2 separate regions of the Gossypium arboreum genome follow, and region 2 is linked to region 1. A link is a contact called in public Hi-C data. All regions are on one chromosome and are shown on one strand. Each heading gives the region's core, a stretch centred on a gene start, on an enhancer-like site or on the middle of the called end of the contact. The rest is flanking DNA. Distances are from core to core; before and after follow the strand shown. Region 1 holds the start of LOC108474009 (phospholipid:diacylglycerol acyltransferase 1-like). Region 2 has its middle 11 kb from the start of LOC108470590.

Evidence for each region. A called contact is a pair of places that touch in the nucleus more often than the background predicts.
Region 2: a contact with region 1 is called in a Hi-C map of leaf, with 1.9 times the contacts expected there. The contact joins the enhancer-like site here to the promoter of LOC108474009 in region 1. A contact is called at or near these places in 2 of 5 Hi-C or Micro-C datasets (both in leaf).

What each region holds. Positions count from the first base shown.
Region 1 is chr6:123,085,267-123,093,135 of ASM2569848v2, forward strand. It overlaps LOC108474009 (phospholipid:diacylglycerol acyltransferase 1-like), which reads left to right and starts at 2,220. Exons shown (of 7, transcript XM_053029523.1): 1 at 2,220-3,459; 2 at 4,699-4,921; 3 at 5,112-5,395; 4 at 6,015-6,342; 5 at 6,679-6,938; 6 at 7,145-7,649. The coding sequence starts at 3,023. The coding sequence ends at 7,628. It overlaps LOC108470932 (protein Brevis radix-like 4), which reads right to left and starts at 2,196. Exons shown (of 6, transcript XM_017772463.2): 1 at 1,552-2,196; 2 at 1,291-1,440; 3 at 837-1,210. The coding sequence starts at 1,416.
Region 2 is chr6:123,115,134-123,122,284 of ASM2569848v2, forward strand. No RefSeq gene overlaps it. Among protein-coding and RNA genes, the nearest start is that of LOC108470590, 11 kb to the left of the region's middle. Within about 2 kb of position 5,293, at least 2 of the 2 cell types and tissues checked have an H3K27ac peak or open chromatin away from gene starts, as enhancers often do. A contact at or near this core is called in leaf, where this site is marked.

The DNA.
Region 1 (7,869 bases), core at 970-3,469:
AAATGACAAGAAATGGGTCATTAGAAGAAGAAGAGTAGAAGACAATGGGACGGAGAATATGGCGTGAACTGGAATTTTTTTTTTGGGGTGGGGGCTTTGAAGAGGCTTGTTCGACAAGACGACAAGGGTGAGTGAAAAAGCTTGCCAACACAATCAATCGTGTCCCACCCACCATTGATGAGGCACAATGAGTTCTCCTTTTGGACTTTTATGGGATTGCTTTTCATTAGGCGTGAAGCCTACTGTTTCACCGTAGGTCCCTCACCTAAATATCCTTGCTTTTCCTGCCGAGGTTGCTAAGGCAGTGTTTGGATGCAGCCATGACAAATCCATCACCATTTATAAGTACAAATTTTACAATTTTAATACTTATCTGTGTTTGAAACGTAAAATAATTATAAGAAAATGAGATTATACTTATTTTTTTTTAAATCAAGAAATTTAATTACATAGGAAATAAAAAATATAAAAAAATTTGAAAGTTTTAATAACTTAGCTAGTACACTCAATTCAGCAACACATAAATTGACAATCCAAACACAGCTTTAAAAAAAAAAAAAGAATGCATGTTAAAGAGTTTAACTAAATATGACAGAGCAAGTCCCAACCCAACAACAAATATTATTGTCTAAAATAATAGATAGGAATTTAAACCAAAACCATTATAACTTTGTATTATTTAACATTTTGTTCGTTTATTGATGTTAACAATAAACTAGGCAGGCATTGGAGCAGTGACGTGACTAGTCCATTTCCCAGCGAATTTCGAAAGTGGAATAAAAATTTCTTAATATGATGGAAAGCGAAAATCCAGAAAAAATAAGTGCGCGGCGCACCTGAATCGTATCCTCTTGAGATCGTTGCCGCCGCGAGGAAGTGAAACAAAGGTAATAAGCACGCCAGGCTCCACCTGAGCCACCCACTCTTTAGGCTCACTTTCTTCGACGAACACGACCGTGTCCACTCGGCGTCCGCTCAACGATTTCGGCGTCCCTTCTCCGCTCGAACTCGACATCCCTTTCAACCTTGCTTCCATCTCCTTCCCCCACGTCCTCGGCGTCGCTGAGCTCGAACTCCCCGTCCGACGATAAGGCCATCTGAACCTGTCCGAGTCCGCGTCAGACTCGCCCATGTTCCTCAACCGACTCTGCGCCGTGCAGGGGTTACAGTGCCTGTACGCCCCCGACGCCTTTAGCGCCATGTCCTTCAACTAAACCACACAGTCATTAAAGCCAAACAAAGAACGAAGAACCGGAAAACCTTGACGTCGTAAATTTGAAAGCTAATTACCTGCGAAGTGAGGGATTTGATGGCTTGGTTGTGCTTAGTGTTAGGAGTAGTGGAAGAGTCCATTTCCTCTTGTTGACTCACCGAGTCATCACCAGGTTGCTTGGAACGAGCTATGCACGTCAGCATTGTTGTTTCGAAATTCTCTGAAAGCTGAGAAATCTTCTGTTTAAATAAAAAGAAATACATTGAAAACTACATTTATGATTTGTCAGAATTTGAGAACTAGATTATACAATAAACAAGTTTTCGAGTTTACCGTACAGAGAAGCAAAATTTAATGCAAACCCAGAAATCTGAGGATCAGTGGATGGGTAAGAGAGAACTAAGGGTTTTTTTTCTTTCTTTTTTCCTCTGAAGTTTCAGGGAGCTGGAGCCCGATATTCGAGACTCAGGTAGCTCTTTAATGATGCCACGTTTAATTAAAAAGGATCAAAGATTCTCTGCGCCAACCCAAAATAAAAACAAAATTAAACAACAAAAAGGGTTTTAATAAAAGAAAAGAAAAGAGATGGAAGAGATAAAACCAAATTATAATCTCCTCAATCTCATCGAAGGAGCTATGGGTATAATGGGATAAATGCACTCATTGCACTGCAGTTGTTGCTGTATATTGGTAGTAGAAGAGTGTGGTTGGTGTAGGCCGTTGCTGGGCTCAGATGATGTTTCCTTTCCCTTTTTAATACACTGTGTGATCCGATGATGAAATGATTGGTGCGTGATGCTGATTGCTGAGCTTCTGCTTTTGTTTTTTTCTCAGTTTTCAAAAAGCCCACTGGAGAGACTCGATGGGCTTAGTCTCATCATTGGAAGGCCGAAGAACTCGTTTAACTTGGGCTATGTTATCAACTCGTGAGTGCCATTAATAATGATAGTGAGAGATTTGGCATTTGTGCATGTTGATCATTTACCATCTACCTGAAGTGGTGTGGTGTATCAGATCTTCCAACCCATTTCCAAAACAAATTTCCTTTTATTACTAATATTGAAGTAAAACTTTTGACAGAGGGTTGTCTGTTTTAGAACTAGTTTAATCATTCTCAACAACCTAGTGTTGCGGGTTTGTGTTTTTAGGGCAATTGGTCAATATAAATTGAGGCAAATTGCAGCTGAAAAATCATTGATTTAATTGCAGGAACGTGTACATCGTTGAGCGATTCGGGTCTATCTACACATATCCGCTCCCACTCACGTGGCTTCCATTCCCAAGCGTATTTGTCAGAAAGCATCTTTAGTTTTTGGCACATAACAAACATTATTAATTACTCCGAAATATTAGACTCAAAACACCTCTCCAACCTCCAATCACCGTTGAAATCCACCCATTTCTAATTTCCATCACCACCGCCGTCTGATGCTTTGACCACCGTAGTTTCTATCGTCAATCCGGCGGCTCCCAACAGATTATACCGCAGGCTCAGGCTTTAAAAAAAGTCCAAAAAGGAGACGCTAGCCTCCTTAGCCATCCCCGACCCACAGTTGGACCCTCGCCAGAGGAATCTGGAATATCAAAATAAATGAGTCTGTTTGAAGCTTAAATAAGACCCAATCTCATACTTCCACCTCTAACTCCGGTGGTGGCTGTCATTATCTTTTATTGTCACCGGCTCAAGTGAGAAGAAAAAAGCCCCCCGCCCCTTTTTTTCTTTCACAATTAATGAGAGTCTTAGTATCAGATTCTCATTAGTCTCCGTTAATGAAACAAACCTGTATTATATTTTGGCATTAAATAACGATGTCGTTTTCGCGGCGGAGGAAGGGGACGGATTCCTCGAAGTCCCAGAACTTACGGTGCAACATCGTAAAGGAAGATGAGAAGAATAACCTATACGAGAGCCCCAGGAAAGAAAGCTATAATTCCAAGAAATGGTCATGTTGGGACAGTTGTTGTTGGTTCATTGGTTTTGTATGTTCGGTGTGGTGGTTCTTGTTATTACTTTACAATACAATGCCTGCTTCGATTCCGCAATATGTAACGGAGGCGATAACAGGGCCGTTGACGGACCCACCCGGGGTCAAGTTGCGGAAAGAGGGCTTGACGGTGAATCACCCAGTTGTGTTCGTCCCTGGGATCGTCACCGGTGGGCTCGAGCTTTGGGAAGGCCACCAGTGTGCTGAAGGGTTGTTTAGGAAACGCCTTTGGGGTGGCTCCTTTGGGGAACTGTATAAAAGGTATTAGCTTTTGCCTTTTACTTTTTCCCCCTTTTTTGGGACTTTTGAGGTTTAGCTATTTAGTGTACGTTTTTCCATTCTGGGTTTTACATTTTTGAGGAATTTTGGCATGTTTGCAAGGTTGTTTTGTTTAAAAGAAAAAAAAAATCAAACACCTTTTGTGAATGTTAAAGTTCTTCTCTGATGTTTGCTTAGGTTGGAAGTTATTAGAGAAGCTTCCATAAAGCTTACTGATTTCTACATGAAATTGATGTTTGGCTTTGCTTTGCTAAAACTAAAACCTTTTCATTGTTGCAAATGTTTTCTTCTTCTGTTTTAGATTTGATTATGGGACATTAGAAATGCAGCTCTTGTTTTGTGGATTAGAATTTGTAGTGGTGCTCGGATGGGATCATATGTTGTACATTTATCTACTAATTGAGCTTTGGAAAAGAAGTGAGAACATGGATTTAGGTTGTTGCAAGAGTGCGAGTTTCAATATTTTTTTATTTTTCTAGAACCCCAAAAGCTAGGATTTAGGTTGTTTAGTGGAAACTGACATATTTTGGCCTCAATTGCTAAAACTGTTATCTCTCTGCATTCACTTTTCCTATTTTTTCCTTTTCTTTCTTTGTCAATCTTAGTTGTTGTTGGTCACATGGACTGATGTAGAGTAGACTGAAGTTAAAACTATCTGCTAAAAAGAATCTTTGAATTTGATGTGTGTTCATGCTATAGTATCTCGATGAATAACTACTCGATGAATAACTATCATACAACATATTTGTTGCTATGAAGAATCTTAAACTCTTGCCAAGTAAAATACACTACTAAAACACTCAATGGGTCCTTTATGCTCTGCCAACTAAGAGGTTTCCTTGTTTTTCAATGTCATTACACTTTATAATAGTTGGGTTACTTCAAGACTTGAAGACCAACCTGTCTTTCCAACACAATGTGTATACGCAATTTGATGCTTGAAGTAATACTGCCTTCTCTTTACAGGCAAGAAAGATTATAGGTTTTGCTTCTTGAAGTTTTCTAATCATTTCTTAATCCGTTGAATAGGGTTGCTATGCAGACTTTTAACCTTTAGATTGTTTTTTTGTTATAATGAAAATGTCATTAGAAGATACGAAATTCTCTAACTTAGACCTGCTATTTCTTTCTGCCCTAATCTTTTAACTATTTGCCGAAGTTATTTTGGCCATGGAGTTTACTAAAGTTTATTCCCCTGCTGTTCTCCCAATTGCATTGCAGACCACTATGTTGGGCTCAGCACATGTCACTCGATAATGAAACTGGACTAGACCCTCCAGGTATAAGGGTCAGGCCTGTATCTGGACTTGTGGCAGCTGATTATTTTGCAGCAGGATATTTTGTTTGGGCTGTATTGATAGCTAATTTGGCTCAAATTGGGTATGAGGAAAAAACAATGTATATGGCTGCTTATGATTGGAGGTTATCTTTCCAAAATACTGAGGTATGCACTTGCTTTAAACTGTCATATTCTTTTCAAAGTTATTCTGCCAAATAGTTTTTCTGTAATATGTGTGTATATAGTTAAGATGTTTATCTTTTAATATTTCTTTTGTGTTTATGATTTGAAATTAGCATTATGTTATAGCTCCCTGAAATTATCTTATCACTTCAAGCCTATTTGAATAAATCAGGTCAGGGACCAAACTTTGAGCAGAATAAAAAGTAACATAGAACTCATGGTAGCAACAAATGGTGGAAAAAAGGTAGTAGTCATCCCACATTCAATGGGAGTCCTGTACTTTCTGCACTTCATGAAATGGGTTGAAGCACCACCTCCCATGGGTGGTGGGGGTGGATCAGAATGGTGCGCTAAGCACATAAAGGCAGTGATGAATATTGGTGGACCCTTTTTAGGTGTTCCAAAATCAGTCTCAGGACTATTTTCTGTTGAAGCCAGGGATATAGCCATTGCCAGGTACTTCCTTGAATTAAAATTTCATGAACAAAGGCTTGTTTCTTGTCTTGGTTTGCTTTGAATTGTCATAGTTCGACATTTCAAGCCAATAAATTGGCCTAAATTTATGATGCTATTGATGATACAATTGTTTCCCGGAATTTCCCGTTAAGTTTTTAGTTTCGCATGTCACCCCAGATCATGTGCATGCAAAATTGTTCCTGATAGAGAGCTACCTTTTCTAATGCTTTGCTTTTATGGTGTGAGATTTACTGAGATAATGGTGTTTCAGTTCTTAAATCAGGAATGAATCTGGCTTTTCTAATGGCTTCTATTCTGATAGTATTGATGTTATTATTTCTTGAGCTAACAAAGTAAAAGGTTAGATGAATCTTTAGGAATCACTAAAATATGCATCATTATTCATTTTGCTTCTACACCTGAAATCGTTGTGGCCTCCTATTGTCATATTCTGAAGAACAGTCATTTCATGCTAGCTTTTACTGTAGTCAGTTTTGATTCTATATCCTGTAATCCTTGGAATTAGTTTCTTCTCAAAGCTAAGGTAGTTTTTCAAATATGATGAATGCGCATGTTTACTTTGTTTTGGGAGCTTGATGGAATGCAAATTGTTAAACAGGACTTTCGCCCCAGGTTTTCTGGACAAAGATGTATTTGGCCTGCAAACTTTTCAGCATTTAATGCGGATGACCCGGACATGGGATTCCACCATGTCAATGATACCAAAAGGTGGGGAAACCATCTGGGGTGGGCTTGATTGGTCACCTGAAGGATCAAGCTTTAACTGTGGTGCAAAAACGTTGAGAAACAACAGCATCAATAACACGGACCAAATTCCAAACATCAATTTGGCTAACATGAAAAATGTTAACTATGGGAGAATTATTTCATTTGGGAAAGATGTGGCTGAGGCACATTCCTCCAAGATTAAAAGGGTGGATTTGCTGGTACTGTCCAAGCTATCATTAAGTTAGTTTGCATAAGTATATGGATCATCTCTCTCTAACGATGATCATTTTCACCACTTGACACTAATCCAGGACTTCAAAATCATTTGACTAAAATTTGTGGAATGTTTGTAACCAGACGGAAATTTTTCTGTTGAACTTTCTAGTTCAACACCCTCTTTCTATGTCAAATGCAAGCATGCCCAACTGGAAGATCTTTTTCATTAAAATGCAATTACGAGAGGATGACTATTATACATTGCGCTTTCTGGTTTTGCATGCTAGTTGGTTTGCTAGTTTTTAGCATGGGGTTTATATATTATTGTTGATCAGCAGGATTCTATGAAGGCCGATATGCTAGCCAACTTAACCAACTGTGATATATGGATCGAGTATCATGACATAGGTGATCATCGTATTAAAGCAGTTGCTGATTACAAGGTTTACACAGCTGGATCAATTTTGGACCTGCTTCATTTTGTTTCCCCCAAGTTGATGGCACGAGGAGGCGCTCATTTTTCATATGGGATAGCTGATAATTTGGATGACCCGAAATATCAACACTACAAATATTGGTCAAATCCTCTAGAAACGAAGTGAGGCTTTTCTTCGTTTCTCAGTTCTAATTTGTTTTGATTTGTGAGGTGTCTTCGTTAGTGAAGTGTCCATTCTTGATCCAGATTGTTATCCTTTCAAGTTTTCTCATTAAAAACTGTTGAAACTTTAAACAGTGCTAGGCACCCCTACTATGGCCCCTCTCTTTCTGTATGTTTTCTTGACAAGTGCCATATGATCTTTTCAGGTTACCAGATGCTCCAGACATGGAGATATACTCAATGTACGGAGTTGGAATCCCCACTGAAAGAGCTTATGTTTACAAAGTAACTACTGCCACTGATTGCTCTATTCCGTTTCAGATAGACACCTCGGTTGAGGGTGGTAGTGAAGATTCATGTCTAAAAGGTGGTGTTTTCTCTGCTGATGGAGATGAAACAGTTCCTGTTTTAAGCGCTGGTCTTATGGCTGCAAAGGGTTGGAGGGGTAAAACCCGATTCAATCCTTCAGGCATTCCTACTTACATAAGGGAGTACAGTCATGCCCCTCCAGCTAATCTTCTTGAAGGTCGAGGCACCCAAAGTGGGGCTCATGTTGATATAATGGGGAATTTTGCATTGATTGAGGATATTATACGAGTAGCAGCAGGGGCTACCGGCAAAGAACTGGGTGGAGATCATGTATATTCCGATATCTTTAAATGGGCTGAAAGGATCAACTTACAGCTCTAGATTCAACCAGCACTCAGGAAGGTGAGTACCTGAAGGTCAAAACTAAATGCATAGGCAGGTCGAAATATCATATCTAACTCGAAATTTAGAGACTACGCTTCACAATCAAGCTTGGGTTAATAGGTGAAGTGAATTAAGACGATGAAAAATAGAACCTGAGAAGACTTGATATGGCCATTGACATGAATTTTGTTTCTTTGCTTGAATATCTGTGTTAGTATCCTGTTAGCTTTCTCTTAAA
Region 2 (7,151 bases), core at 4,043-6,542, 33 kb after region 1:
TCCTAAATAGGAGGATAAACATGCTTAAGCACACTCAAATCCATGTCTTCTTGCATTGGCAACAATTTTGATGCCACTAAAGCTAAAACTCAATTGGCTCCTAAAATAGTTAATTTAATAGTTAAATAACATATAATATCTCATGCAACATGATTTAAATTAAATTTTTAAACAAAATGAATGTTGTAAAAATATTAGGTTCAAGGTTCTTTTACAAAAGTTTTATCGTTCAATTTCTTATTCTTTCTTTTTAGTTTTAGTTATTACTTTTAAAATTTATGTGACAACATTTTACTCTTTTTAGTTTTTTTTCATTTTAAATGATATCACATAAAATTTTATGTGTCATTTAACAATTAATTTAATGACTTTAATAACATAAATGCTTTATTGATATAATCTCAATAGTTTAAAGATGTAATTAAAATATTTTTAAAGTTTGAAACCAATTTAGAGGAAGGTTACAGTTTGGAGATGTAATGTACAATTAATTCTAATTGTTTATAACAGATTTATTATTTTAAAATAAATTAATATACTATATGGTACTTGAATTTGATTTTAATATTTACTTTTGTATATGAATTTTTCAATTTAATACTTAAGGTTTTTTTTGGCTCAATTTAGTACTTGGGTTTTCATGTTCAATTTGATATTTAAAATTTTTTTATCTTAATTAAGTATTTATATATTTTTTGATAAATAAAATAGAAGATTACATGAGTTATTCATAAATGAGAAATCAGGAGTATTTTCTTTTTTCAAGATCTCTTTAATCTCTAACGGGGGTTCCTCAAACATGAGCAATAATTCATCATTTGAAAGATCTCTTTATATTTGGTGGATCCTCTTTATTAGAGTATTCTTTGGTCTCATAGTCTTCTTGTCGCTAATAGACATAACATTCTCAAAATTGTCTAACTGAATAATGACCTCATTATAGCCTTGTTTCTGAAGAAGGATTAAGCCCTCTAATATGCCCCAAAGCTCAGCATCCGCAATTGAGCATTTCCCCAAGAACCGCTTATAGCCCAAAATCCAAGTCCCTTTTTGATCACGAATTACTCCTTCTACAGCAGAAAAACCAGAGACGGAGTGAACAACACATTAGTATTAAGATTAACACACATACCTGACTTTGGATGAGTAGAACTCTGATGCGCATTAATCTCCAAATCTTCGTTATGAATAGAAGTGAAATGTTTCGCCCAGCAATACGAAACTCTGATGACTTCCTCCGGACTCATAGCTTTTCCTTGAAAGATGAACAAGTTGTAGTTTTTCCAAATGCGCCACAAAATTATCCCCAAAAAACAGGCCCAATCTGAATCACTCAAGTTATTGACCATACGGAGCTGCAAATTTGACATCAGCCACTCCAAAAATATTACCAACAAAGAAACGCCTAATATGACAGGGGGAATGACTTGATGCCAAATTTCTTTCGCATAGGAGCAATCCTTAAAGACATGTAAAATATTTTCAATAATATGACCACGAAGTTGGTATAACTCATCCTAGGTAATACCCCTCCAAACTCTTTTAGAATTTGTTAAGAGTCTTTGTTTAAGGGTTAACCAAATGAACTTCCTAACTTATTGAGGGCCCAACGTTTTCCGAAATGTATTCCAGATATCGTCCTTTGGATTCCAATTACCATCCTTAAGCAACCAATAAGCACTTCTAACGAGAAAACACCGCTTGTAGTCCTAGACCAAGAGAGAGTGTCTGGGTCTGCTTCCTCTAAGGGTGGAGGGACACTAATGATGCGTTGGACTACTTCTTCTAGCAACCAAACCCGAAAAAGTTCAAATTCCTAGCGTTATTCCCCAAAACAATCTTATAAACTTTGCACCCAGCAGAAATATTTATATGGCCCGGAATATACTTAACAATAGGTCCCATATCAAGAACCCAATTATCTTCCCAACATCGAATAGAATGCCCATCCCCAATAGACCATATCATATTATTACGCAATAAAGGCCAAATCTTCGCAACAGCCTTCCATATAATAGAACATCTACTCCTCAGGATGCAATCTGACATACTCTCCTGAATACCATACTTAGCTCTAAGAACTTTAATCTATAAGGCTTCAGTCTTAGTGACAAGGCTATATCCAATTTTCATCATAAAGGCTTTGTTTTGGTCTTCCAAAATCCTAATCCCGAGACCTCCGTGTGATATCAACTGACAAATATTATCCCATCCAACTAAGGTCATTTTCCGCTTACCATCAAAAGCATCTCAGATGAATTGTCTTGCCATCTCTTCGATTGAGTCACAAACCCCCATAGGCACCAAAATCAATTGCATAAGGTAACTCGGAATAGACAGCAGAACAGTCCATGCTAAAGTAACTCTCCCTGCAAAGCAAAGTTTTTTAGCATCCCTACTAGAAAGGCGATTTTGAACTCTCTCCACGAAGAAATAGATGGTGCTTTTTGTAACTCTCTTATGGACATGTAGAACCCCCAAGTAGTGCCTTAAATATTTAACTTGAAATCCGAGCAAGCTATTGATTTCCTTCCTTAAATTTTCCTTAACACTAAGGGAAAAAAACACATTCGTTTTCCTGACATTAACCTTATGACCAGAAATCTCACAGAAATTCCCCAACATGTTCTTGAGAAGACTACCATGCTTCATATCTACTTTGCTGGAGATAGCTAAATCATCTACAAAGAAAAGATGCAAAATATTAGGTCCAGAATGCAAGAGACGAATAGGACACCATTCCCTTGTCGATGCAGCCGAATGAAAATGATGACCCAGTCATTCCATTCAAAGGACGAAAAGATACGGGGATAGAGGACACCCTTGTCGAATATCCCTAACAGGCTTGAATTTTTGAGTTGGACTCTCATTCTGTAAAACCTGTATAGTAGATGTCGAAATAGCATTCATAATTATCTTAATTAAGTTAGAGGGGATGCCTGCTGCTTTGAGAGAAGCTTTTACAAAGTCCCATTTAACTCTGTCATAAGCTTTTTCCAAATCAATTTTGACTGCCATCCAGTGAAGATTCTTCTTAGATATCATGGAATGCAAAACTTCCTGCGCAATAATGACATTATCAACAATACTCTTTCCTGCTATAAATCTAACTTGTTCTTGGCCTATGATCTTTGGAAAAATGGTCCTAAACCTATTTGCAATGACCTTCATAACCAACTTATGCAACACAGAGCATAGATTAATGGGTTTGAATTGTGAAATTTTCAGGATTTGAAACTTTAGAGATTAAGACGATAAGAGTGTAAGTTCCGAGTTAATAATCTTCTTGACCTATTCACAAATGGCTCCTCCTATATTATCCCACTGGTTTTGAAAATACCCGCGTGGAAACCATTACTACCTGAAGCCTTCCAAGACGCCATATCAAATAGGGCAATTTTGATTTTTTCATTTGAGACAAATCTTTTGAGAGAAGTAACATCTTCTAAATCAAGTCTCAGAAAAGCATTTGAGGGCAAACACCCCAACGGACTTGGTATCTCTCCATAAGGCTTTTGAAAAAAGTGACTACTTCAGCTTTAAGATCTTTAGGATAAAAAATCCATTCCCCCTTAAAGTTACACAAAGCAGTAATCTTATTAGACTTCCTTTTCTACATCGTTCACCCATGAAAATACTTTGTGTTGCGATCCCCCATCTTTAACCACTCATGCCTTAATTTTTGCCTCCAGAGCAACTCCTCATAATGTAAAACATTCTCAAGCTCCTCTCAAACTTTTAACTCACACTGTAGTAGAGAATTAGTCCCAGAAAAATCCATTGCTTGTTGAACTTTAGAGAGCTTATGCAATAGCTGTCACTTCCGCCGATCTATATGACCGTAAACACACTTGTTCTAATTTTTGAGCTCATTGGTAAACTTGGCAATCCCCTTAATCATATCAACATCAAAGCTACAATTATCTTTAACAAAGTCCATAAAACTCGGGTGTTGCAACCATCCAGCTAAGAATAAAAAAGGACTATCATTCGAGGAATTAAAACCAAAACAAGAATTCATAAGCAACGGTCTATGATCTGACTTAATTTTTGAGAGATGAGTCATCGAGTAACTAGGAAAATTCTCCATCTATGTTTCGTTACCCACGGTTCTGTCAAGTCTCTCAAAAAGAATGCCACAATGCGATGTGAAAGGGGCCCTTGAAAACCTAAATCAAAAAGTTGAGTCCTATTTATGAATTCTCCAAAAAGTTAACATCTGTGACCTTTAACATGACCACTCTTTTTGTTTTCCGAGGAGAGAATTGCATTAAAATCTCTAATTGCAATCTAGGGATGATGCCTAGCAGGAATAGAAATACTTAAATCTCTCTAAAGGGCTTTCCTTTTCTATCTGTCAAGACTTCCATAAACAAAAGCAATAAAAATCTGTTGGGGAAGTAGATTAGAATGAATACGAGCCATAATAAACTGAGGGTGATTTCCCACCACCTCTAAATTGACCGAATTATTCCAACCTAACCAGATATCACTAGAAAACCCAACAATTTCCGCTTGATGAAAATTATTCCAACCTAATTTAGCAATGATAGCGTCAACTTTAGCCCCATTGACCTTAGGTTTAAGAAGACTAATAATATTCGGTTTATGCTAGAAGGTTCACAAAAATTTGTCATTACCACACCCCTACACATTCTAGGATAACACAGAAAAATTCATAATGATAAATTTTAAAAAAGAAATAGAAAAGAGAAAACTTATCTATTTGTGCTCAGTTGAAGGAGTCTCCTTTCACTCTCTTCCCTTCATTGATAAATCTTTAACAGATTTTCCATTAAATTCTGACCCTATAAGATCCGTGGCCCTCTTCATAGACTCAATGAAAGGAACTCGAGAATTTTTAGTATTCTTGAAACGATTCCTCGATCCTTTTAAAGTTTTGTTTAATTTTCACCCGCCTTTTACAGCAAATGCTTTAGCTACATGACCTTTATTAGCATCTTTAGAAGAAAAAAATTTAGTCAATAAAATACTGCCTCCGGCCTCTTTGCCATCGAGTTTAGGAGAAGAGTTCTTTTTGGAAACCACTGCTGAATGGTTTTTGGCATTTAAGAGATTTTCCTTCACTCCTACTTCAGTAACAGAATTGTTCTCGAAAATGGGGTTGAAATGTACCACATACTCTGCTTGGTTTGAATTTAAACTAGGAACAACTTTACCTGCACTTGAATCATTCGGTGAATTTAAAAAGGAAGTAGAAGGAGGAATGAAATTACCTGACTTTGAGTTTTGGACACTTTCATCAATATTAGGCTGTGGGCTGCAGAGGTCTTCAAAGGGCCTTGGATCGTTAGCAGTAGAAACTGCCAAAAGCAATGGATCCTGGTTCGAGCCCACACCATGCCTGCTAGTAACTTACTCATTTTCAGCCAAAATAACAGTCCACTTAAGTGTAATGTTGGGTCCACTTATATTTCGGCCTTTTGGATGGAAATTTGGGTTCTGTTTGTGGGTCTAACCTTTGGGTTGAACTCCTACCAGCTAGGCCAATGAATCTTTCCTAAAATCTGCAATTAATACATTTTTTTCCTTTAAAGGTTTACTTTGAGTGCCACCAAAGCAGCTTTCCCAGTCCGTTTCACTATCTGTTGAGTTTCCTTATTCTTTCCCCCTCCAATGAATTCGCCATTAATTTTTGAGGGTCAACCAAAATATCTTTCCTAGCCTGTTCCACAATCTACTAAGTTTCCATGCTCGTTCTTTCCTTCAATGAAGCCTCCGTTGATCCTGTAAGAGAATGAAATCGGGATCCCATTAATTTCTCCCTAGAAAAATTATTACTTTTTTTATTCCTTTCCAGATTGGTACGTCTATTCTGCCACTCTACCAGCATCAATGGGCCATAGTTTCTGTCACCGATCGCCATGGATTTTGACATAACTACCTTCGACTCTGTCTCCTTCACTGGTTCAGTGGTATGGACAACATTCGGGCAATTTTCCTTATTGTGCCCATATCTTCCACATGAAAAGAAAATCACAGGTATATTTTCGTATTCAATTTTTTGGAGATAGCCATTGATAAGAATCTTAGAGGTTAAAGGTTTCTCTAAATTGACATATAAAGCCATGCGAGCATGTTGACCCCTCGCTTGACTATTGCCGATCATTACCCCAATCTCCCATAAGATCTGTATCTTATACAGGTGACTGGGGAGACCTGGAAATCTAATCCAGTTAAGAACCATATTCGGATAAGGTAGCCCAGAGTTAAAATCGATTTTCCATGGTTGGACAGTTAGATATTGGCCAAAAATTACCTACGGTCCCTGAGATAACATTTTGAAATTTGGCTAAAAAGTATCCTTTTTCAATATCCATTAATTGCAAAGGCTGAGAAGGCCTCCCAAATCCATATAATCTGTTTTGCAGGGCCGTAAATCCAATATTCCATCCTAGCATTTTGATCACCATGGAGTTAGCCATTTCCTATTCCAGAAATTGATATTTACTTACCGAGAAGTCAATGGAAGGAATACCATTAACGATTGATTTATTAACATCCTAATCAGAGAGGGTAACCCTATCTTCAACATGTTGAGTATTGCTTTCCCTATTTTGTTGAATATCTGTTTTCATCACAAGCATATCTTTCCAAGACAAAGATGGCAAATGTGATGGCTCTATAACCATCACATCTTCTGGTGGAACATCCGATTCTTTGAGTCAGACTTTCTTTGTGCTGGGATCTTCAGAAGGATCTCATTCTTCGTTCTTGTCGCATGAAGAAATCAGAAGAGACGAGAGCATTTTTTTCACTTCTCTTTTGTGGTTAAAACTCCTAAATTTAATCACTAATAGATATAATTTTGGACCAAGTATTTATATTTTTTAATAAAGAACAAGTGTCGAATAGTTATTAAGGGTCAGTTCTGAATTGTTTTTCAAAAGCACTTTTTGAAGAAAAATTTATAGAACAAGTTGTTTTTGGTTGAAATTTTTAACTTTTCAGAACTGCTTTTAAAAAGCACTTCAGCTAAAATTTTTAGCTTTTCCTCTCCCAAAAGTACTTTTAGTACTAAATTACTTTTTCACCCCTCTAATAATATTAGTATTTTTTTTTTCTTGGTACTTAATTATAAATGTGTTAAAATCATTAATTAAAAATAAAAAATATTTTTAAAATACTAA